Regions from separate parts of the Mus musculus genome. Here region 1 is linked to region 2. A link is a contact called in public HiChIP or PLAC-seq data. All regions are on one chromosome and are shown on one strand. Each heading gives the region's core, a stretch centred on a gene start, on an enhancer-like site or on the middle of the called end of the contact. The rest is flanking DNA. Distances are from core to core; before and after follow the strand shown. Region 1 overlaps Pacrg (PARK2 co-regulated). Region 2 has its middle 11 kb from the start of 1700110C19Rik.

Evidence for each region. HiChIP or PLAC-seq counts read pairs in DNA pulled down with a chosen protein or histone mark.
Region 1: a contact with region 2 is called in an H3K27ac HiChIP or PLAC-seq map of embryonic stem cells, with 16 read pairs. The contact joins two enhancer-like sites. A contact is called at or near these places in 1 of 39 promoter capture datasets (embryonic stem cells), 16 of 484 Hi-C or Micro-C datasets (brain, cardiomyocytes, embryonic stem cells and 2 more), 13 of 115 datasets of contacts at active chromatin or transcription factors (bone marrow-derived macrophages, embryonic fibroblasts, embryonic stem cells and 2 more) and 1 of 9 other capture datasets (embryonic stem cells).

Annotation. Positions count from the first base shown.
Region 1 is chr17:10,430,078-10,433,959 of GRCm38.p6, forward strand. All of the region lies in intron 4 of Pacrg (PARK2 co-regulated), which reads right to left. Among named protein-coding and RNA genes, the nearest start is that of A230009B12Rik, 24 kb to the right of the region's middle. Within about 2 kb of position 2,629, at least 16 of the 459 cell types and tissues checked have an H3K27ac peak or open chromatin away from gene starts, as enhancers often do. A contact at or near this core is called in bone marrow-derived macrophages, embryonic stem cells and microglia, where this site is marked.
Region 2 is chr17:10,333,867-10,337,650 of GRCm38.p6, forward strand. No RefSeq gene overlaps it. Among named protein-coding and RNA genes, the nearest start is that of 1700110C19Rik, 11 kb to the left of the region's middle. RefSeq lists an enhancer at 1-3,308. Within about 2 kb of position 1,560, at least 204 of the 459 cell types and tissues checked have an H3K27ac peak or open chromatin away from gene starts, as enhancers often do. A contact at or near this core is called in bone marrow-derived macrophages, embryonic stem cells and microglia, where this site is marked.

The sequences.
Region 1 (3,882 bases), core at 1,379-3,878, 97 kb after region 2:
AGGTAGAGACCATTCCAGCATAGCATGACTTGTGCAGGTGGGCTGAACATTGAGGAAAAGCCAGGTGACTTGGAACCATGTGAAGGGAGTTCACCTTTATTTTATCACCAGTGTCAAGTGGCCAAGAACTCTAATACGACCCCGAGACTGGAAGAGCATGCATATGATGTCATCACTGCTACAATGCTACCATGTTTCATGCTTGAAGAGATATCTAAGGTAAGATAGTCTTAACCTGCTAAGAGCACTATGGACCCTAACGAGCAAGGCTGTGGTTGCTGCTCTCTGGTTCCTAGTCCAGGGCTCCGCTGCAGAGGAGCAGACTGCTGCTCATCATGGGTTATGGAAGAGCTCTGTGAGGACCGGGCAGTCCTGGGCCTCATTCAGTAACCCCAGCACTCTTGGCATGGGCTGGGGATGGATGTCCCTGTCTGAACTAGGACGCGCTTCTGTCTAACATGGTAGAAAGGACAAATTCAGCCCCCACAGCACTCAGCCTTTTATAACTCTGAATCTGTTTGTGAAACACTATTTAAATTTGTTTTTACTATGAATATAAATGAATTGGGGGAAGGGGACTGGAGAGATGGTTCAGTGGTCAAGAGCATCTATGGAGATTGCAGAGAACCTGGGTTCCGTTCCCAGCGTGTACAACCTTCTGTAACTATAGCTCCACGGGTTCTGACACCACCTTCTGGCTTCCAAGGGAACCAGGAACAGATGTGGTGCACATATGTTCATGTAGCCAAAACAATGATGCCCATAAAATAAAAATACATATTTTAAAAAATGACTTTTGGATTCTGCATACACACAGAAGTAACATGCCAAGAACTAGAGGTGAGCTACATCTTCTGACACACTCTTGCTTCTACACGACAGGGGCCTTTCTCTGGTAACAGCTGCCGGGGAAGGGGAGAGGAAGGTAGTTTCCTGGCAGCCTTCCGCTGTCCACACATGAGGCAGTGAGTGGCCATGGCAGCACAGTGATGGAATGGGGGCCAGAGGCCCAGGAGGACTTGATGAGCAAGCAGTCTGATGCCTTTACAGGAGGAAACTGCTGTTTTCAACAGTTCTTTACATCCGAGAGGAAGTAAAGAAAAACACAGTTAGTTGGGCTGTGTCTTCTAAATCCAAAAGCAATAAAATGAGTCCTTTTATGAAAATATTGGAGGAATGTACACATGAATATACATATATATGTATGCACATGCATGTGCGTACACACACAAGCACACACACACACACACACACACACACACACACACACACACACACATACACACACACTAAAAAGCTAAAGTAGAGCATGGGAGGAAGCCTGTGAGTCCAGACTTGGTTGGATGTTCACTGATTCTAAGAGGATGCCTGACCTAATGGGTACAGAGGGCCCCAGATGCTCTTCCTGCCCAGCGGCCCGTCTGCTGTGAATCAGCATCAGCACAGCATGTGGAGCTAGCATCAGTTTTGACTTTCAGTGGCGTTTCTCTGGTGGAATTTTTCTTCTCTGCCATATTGGTTCAAGAATCTTTATGAACAGTGAGAGAAAACTGTACTATTTTTTTCCCAAGTAACCCAAAGAAGAGATTTCATTTTATATATAAGGAAAAATACAACAGTAGAATAGTCTTAATAATAAACCTATTCCTCGGTGTCTACTTATGTCCTGTACTATGTTGGTTTGTGTGCATGTGTGTGGGTGGGGGATGCATGTGTGGTGGTAGTCGGTATGCTCACTTATGGGTGCACATATAGAAGCTGGGGGGTCAATGTGAGGTATCTTCCTTCATTACTTGTCACCTTAACTTTTGAGGCAGGGTCTTTTACTAAACTTGGAGTTCATGGTTTCAGCTACATTAGCTAGCAAGACTCTAGGATCCTCCCGTCTCTGTCTCCCCCCTCCCCCGCCCCCTCCAGAATTTGTGCAATAGGCATGTGATACCACACCCAGCTTTTATGGGGACTCTGGGGGGTGGGGCGCAAATCAGGTCCGGGGGCTTGCAAAGTAAGCAGTTTTCCCATTGAGCCATTACTCTATCCCAGTGTTTGTTTGCTTGTTTTAATCTTTTATTTATGTTTTCTACCTACAGACTTTTTACACATTCTTGAAAAACCTGATCTGCTTCTTGTGGGCAAGATTTTATCTTCAGTGTTTTAGAGACTTCATTTTAATAAGAAAGCATGCTGTCAACACATTGGTTAAAGTTAATTGAATTTGGAATGCATGCTGTTGTTGGGTAGGGCTCACATCTTCTTCTATGCTGTTAAACTAGTGGATCAAAAGGATAGCTCAGTGCAGCCTGCCTCACGTGGTGTATTTCAACTACACACCATTATCCCGTGAATGCTCTCTTCTGCTTACATTTGGGAATTACTAAATTATTGAATGTGGTATTTATATTCCATTTTCAGAATGATGAATTTTGATGACCATTTTCTAGCCCAGCTTGCTTATACTTCTACTTCTGAAACAAAATTGAATTAGATCTACCTTATCTGGATTTCAAAAGACAAGCAGAAATGGATGTTATCTTGATGTTTATCTGTCACCAGGTTTTAGTCCTGTGGTGCAGGGTTGGGCTGGTCCCACTCCTTTCAGTTTTACATAAAGTCACCTACAAGGCCTTAGGTCCAAGGGCATTGCTCCCACCCCCTCCCAAACTGACTGATTCACGATAGCTGCTAAAGTTTGGGTGTGTTTTGTTCCTGACAGGTTCATGTGTTAGAGATTTGGTCCTCAATGTGGAGGCAAAAGATTTTGAGAAGAGGGCTGTAGCTTCCTGCCTTTCTATCCGATCTTGTCTCTCATGCAAGCTTCATAATGTCAATTGGGCTTTTAACCTTTAGACCTGTGTGCAAACCAAAGCTCTTTCTGTTATGGGTGCTCAGCCTTGGATGTTTTGGTATAGTCATGGAAAGGAGACTGATTCGAGGTTGTTAGGCCTGGCGGGGTTTTCCTGTAAACCCCACCCCACCCCCACCCTCCGCGCTCTCATCTCAACCCAAGAGTTAGCACTGGTATCCTGTGTGCACACCTTGTGTTTGCTTACATTTGACTCCATGATGCTCAGTCACGACTCACTAACCAGAAGAAATGCTATCTCTTCCTTGACCGTTCAGACTCTACAGCCCATTCCAACATGTCCTGTCTTAAGCTGTTGTATCTGTGAGTTACCTGAAGTTCTAGCCTCTAAGGGCAGCTGTTTTTGAAAATAAGACCCCTAAGGAAGCACTTAAAGCTAACTGAGGTCACATGGGTGGGTGGGGAAATCTAATAAGACTAGTAATTTTTTTTTTTTTTCCGAGACAGTGTTTCTCTGTATAGCCCTGGCTGTGTCCTGGAGCTCACTCTGTAGACCAGGCTGGCCTCAAACTCAGAAATCCGCCTGCCTCTGCCTCCTGAGTGCTGGGATTAAAGGCGTGCACCACCACGCCCGGCTCAAGACTAGTATTCTTGCAAGTAGAGACATTCATTCTCTGCCCCCCAACACACAGACACACACACAGACACACACAGATGCAGACAGATACACACACACACACACAGCACTGAGAGGTCAAGAAGCTGATCATCTGTGAGTCAGGAAGAAAGCCCTCACTAGATGCTCCAGTGAGTAGACATTTTCCTTGGACTTCAGGCCTTCAACACTGTGGGGTCATAGTTTTCTGTTGTTTAAGCTATCCAGCTCATGGTACCTTGTTATGCAGCCAGGGCCGGCTAAGACAACTTATGATGGATGCTTTTCCATTGAGAATGGAGGCATCCTAAAGTGGGCTTGCCTTCCTGGAAGTGATGGCTTCTTCCAGCCACGTGTGCACCGTGGGTTGTGTGCCGAGTGGGTTGCATACAGCTGGAACCTGTCAGTCTGACTGAGACTGGCA
Region 2 (3,784 bases), core at 310-2,809:
GCAGAAAACAGGGCCCCTTGTTTAGGCAGATTACTGGCTGAAGATAAAGATGCTTCAGGAATCCTGGTAGCTCGGTGAGGGGCTTGCTGAAGAAGTCAGGAAAAAGCAGAGCTGAAGAGAGCATTTCCCTGTGGCTTGTTGGGGCTCTTGAGCTCATTACGGTTGATTCACATTTCTGTCACCCTGATCCATAAACTTCCTCCTGCCTTAAGGTGATTGGAGCTAGTTTTCACCAGCTTATAAGGGCAAGGTACCAGTTTACCAGCTTTGTCCAGATTCCTTTTAATTTTCAGTGAGCTTCTATCTGATTGAAGGTTTCTTGTAGTAAGTAGTGAACTGGGGCAAATTGGAAGTTTTTATGAAATTTAGCACATTTCCTCCGATGTTTCCTAATAGTAAGATTTAACTAGTAATATTTGTACACTTTCGTTCAAAGCAACATAGTTGCAATCCCAGGTATTTCCAAAATGTGAACTAGGATGTAAGTTATTTTCTATTGCTAACTATTCAGGCTCTCATTGCTGTATAGTGTGTACCCCAAACTAAGCAGGATGCTTCATAAGACCTATAATCCATGTGTTTCATCTCAACCACTGTTAGGTATTACAAGGCTTTGACTTAAAATTCCTACCTGGTTAAAGCAACCCCCTTTCCACAGAGGAGTCTTTGTCCCAAAGCTGCTTAGTTCCATGTTGCCATCCTCTTCCTTTCTGATGAAAACTAGCCTGGCCAATCCATCCTTTACTGCCCCTGTATTCACTCCCAGGCTTTAAGGCCATTGGTCATCCTTCCTGTGAGACAGTGCTTTAGGAAGAAAGGAAGACTGCTCTAGCTTCCTCTCTTGAGCTCTGAGCCTTTGCTCTCTCCCTTGCTCTGTGCACTCCAGACCTCCCAAAATAAAAGCCAGGAGGAGTGTTTAAAAATAGTTTTTAAAAGCTTCATAGGGTGTGTGGGTGTCAAGGTAGCTGTTTGCGTGCAGACTTTCTCTTGGGATTCTGGGTTCTGTGCACAGAACATTTATGGAAGTTTTTCAACCTTCCATAGTGAGTGTCGATGTATTGTGTCTAACCCACAGGCTGATTTTGCGCACGTTTTCCCCGACACAGCCACATTCTGTTCCCTTTTCTTGCCTTACGTATTAGTGTAGACCCCTAGATCTTCATGCCTCACTTCTGTGGGTGGCAAAGGAGAAGGCAGCCGCCAGCGCAGTGGAGAGGGCAAAGCAAACCTGTCTGTTAAGAAAGAGCGGGACAGAACAAAGAGCACACATCCTTTGCCAACAGTCTTCGGAAACAGGCTCAGTCCGCTCATGCGCAGGAAGAAGGCCGGCCCGGGATAGTGTGGGCAGGAACAGGCAGAATGACCCCCGGGGATCACGGGTTTGTTGGAGTTTCCAGCACCTTTCATCCTTTGTCCCCACTTCTGATTCACATGCATATTACCCTGACCAACTCCACACTAAATTCTCTTTCTCCCCCTGGCTCTCTGGAAGGTGGTGGGAACCTCTAAATATTTATGAGGTGTCCGGGACTCTGGTGCTCTTGTGGCGCTAATGAATGCGTGCCTGCGCACAGGGACCCGAAACCCGGCAAAGGGACGGCCACACAGCTCCTGGCCTCGCAGTTCCCAGGCCCGGAAGAAAGCGGGGAGGATGAAGGGAGGAGAAGCTGTTGTCAGGAGAGAAACAAACGGTCGGGCTACACAAAAGAAAGAACAGAGTTCCATCTTTGCCCGCTGGAGCGCTCTGGAGCGGGTAGGAATGTGCGTGAGGCAGGGGAGTAACTCGCCCGATTCCCAAGTCGGAAATGAGTTTCCTAGGAGACAAAGAACCTACCCGCATTTTCTTTTAAGCCCCACTTTCTCCAGTTAAGAGTCTGGACCTCTCGCAGAAGCTGTTAGGGTCCTTTATGCGCTGTTTTCATTAGGGAGCTAAATTCCGTCTTAAAGTGAACTCTCCCTAAATATGTTTGCATAAAGGAATCTATAATTCTAGCTTGGAATGTAAATCACCTGTAGTAACAGGTGGTCTTCGTGGTATCTTAATAGAAAGAGTGATGTATTCATACATTGGAAATGAACCGGGGACGTCGGAATGTCCGGAACATCAAGCACCAGAAAGAATCGTCTGCCTAGCCCCCATTGGCTCGCGTCTCCAGACACCGAGATCTGAGGGCTCCCTCAATGTCACTCCCAGGCGGGGGAGTCTGCAGGCAGCTAGTCTATTGAAGTCATCCATACAATGCTGATTATTTTCCTTTGTAGGTCTCAATATCCAAAAAGATTAAGGTTTTGTTACTTTAAAACACTCGTTCCGGATGCAAGAAACAAGTAACCTTGGCTCCGCTCATCTATCTTCCTAGGATGCTAAAAAAAAAAAAAAAACTAGGAAATCCTACCTCAGGCCTGGTCATGGCCCAAACTTTAGCTCTGCCAAAGGGAGGCAAAGCAGAAACTGAGCCCTAGCTTCCTTTTGAACACACTAGAAGCTCTGCGCAGCTCCGTGACAGCCTGTAAGTCAGTTGTAGAGAGCTAAGACTTCATGTTGGAAGATTCAAAACATGTCCCCAGGATCCCACCCTGCCCTGTCACCCAGACCTGACTATGTGATTCCTAAACATTCCGCACAGGAGAAAGACTGAATTTCTTGTGCTTCTGCACCAGGGCATTTCGTGGAAAAGTGCGAGTTAGTAGGAATATTTAGTAAATGTTTTCAGTGAGCATTGCGTAGCTTTGATCAAAAGAATGTACAGATTCTGTCGCCATTTTGTGAGGTGATAGGACTGAGTTTGTAAACACGACTACTTTGTGGTTGTCTATCGTTGTGGCTTCTACTCCGGTGATCTTTCCAGTTGGCCTTGCTAGGATCTGCAAAGGACTCCAGAGAGCTAGCTCCCCACTGACTCGAAGTGTGCTTTTAGAACCAGTGAGCAGAGCGCATACAATTCATCCCAAGTTTTTGTGTGTTTTTTTATTTTGGCTGGCGTTTTGACGAGTTTGCCGATCTGCTTACTGGCTTGTTCTGAGCACGCTGTCTTCTTCCTAAGGTACCTTTGACTGACTTGGAACTCGTAACCAACCTCCTGCCTTTGCCTTCCCAGTGCTAAAATCCTGGCTGTGCCACCATAACTTGGTTTCCTGTAAATTATGAGCCTTTAAGAAATGTGTCTATTCTTCTGGAACGATGTCACCAATTAACTTCACCTTAAAAGTGGTATATTAAAATAACCTATATGGGAATAGGTGGTAGGAGGGGCTGTATTTTAAAGTGTAAGATTCACAGAAGAAGGAAGGTCAGGCCCCTGTTCTATTATCCTTGAGTAGAACATCCTAGAATGTGCTAGAATGAGGTTCCATGAAAGCTCAGATATAACCTTAGGGGTCGGGAAAGAGTGACGTTTTCTGATGGGGCAGAGGGAGCTAGGGATGAACATGTGAACATGGAGGGTACACGTTTGTCCAGGAAAATTACACAATCACAGAAACTGTTACTACCCATAAAATCGCAAGGCCTATTCTAAACACATTGTTCACATTAGGAAGAAGGGGATGTGAGCATTCTAATGCACAAAATGAGGCTTTTTGAACTGAAAGATTTCTGCAGGCAATTTGATGCTAAGTGCCAACATACAGGATTCTGTATGCCTTTGGGCTATAATCTCACTTCTAGGAATTTTGTATAAATTATGAATGAATACAGACAATAATTTTATTCTACATGGAATAAGTTAAAGGGGGAAGATTTGGATTTTATTATATTATTTAAGTGTCATGAAGTATTTTTAAG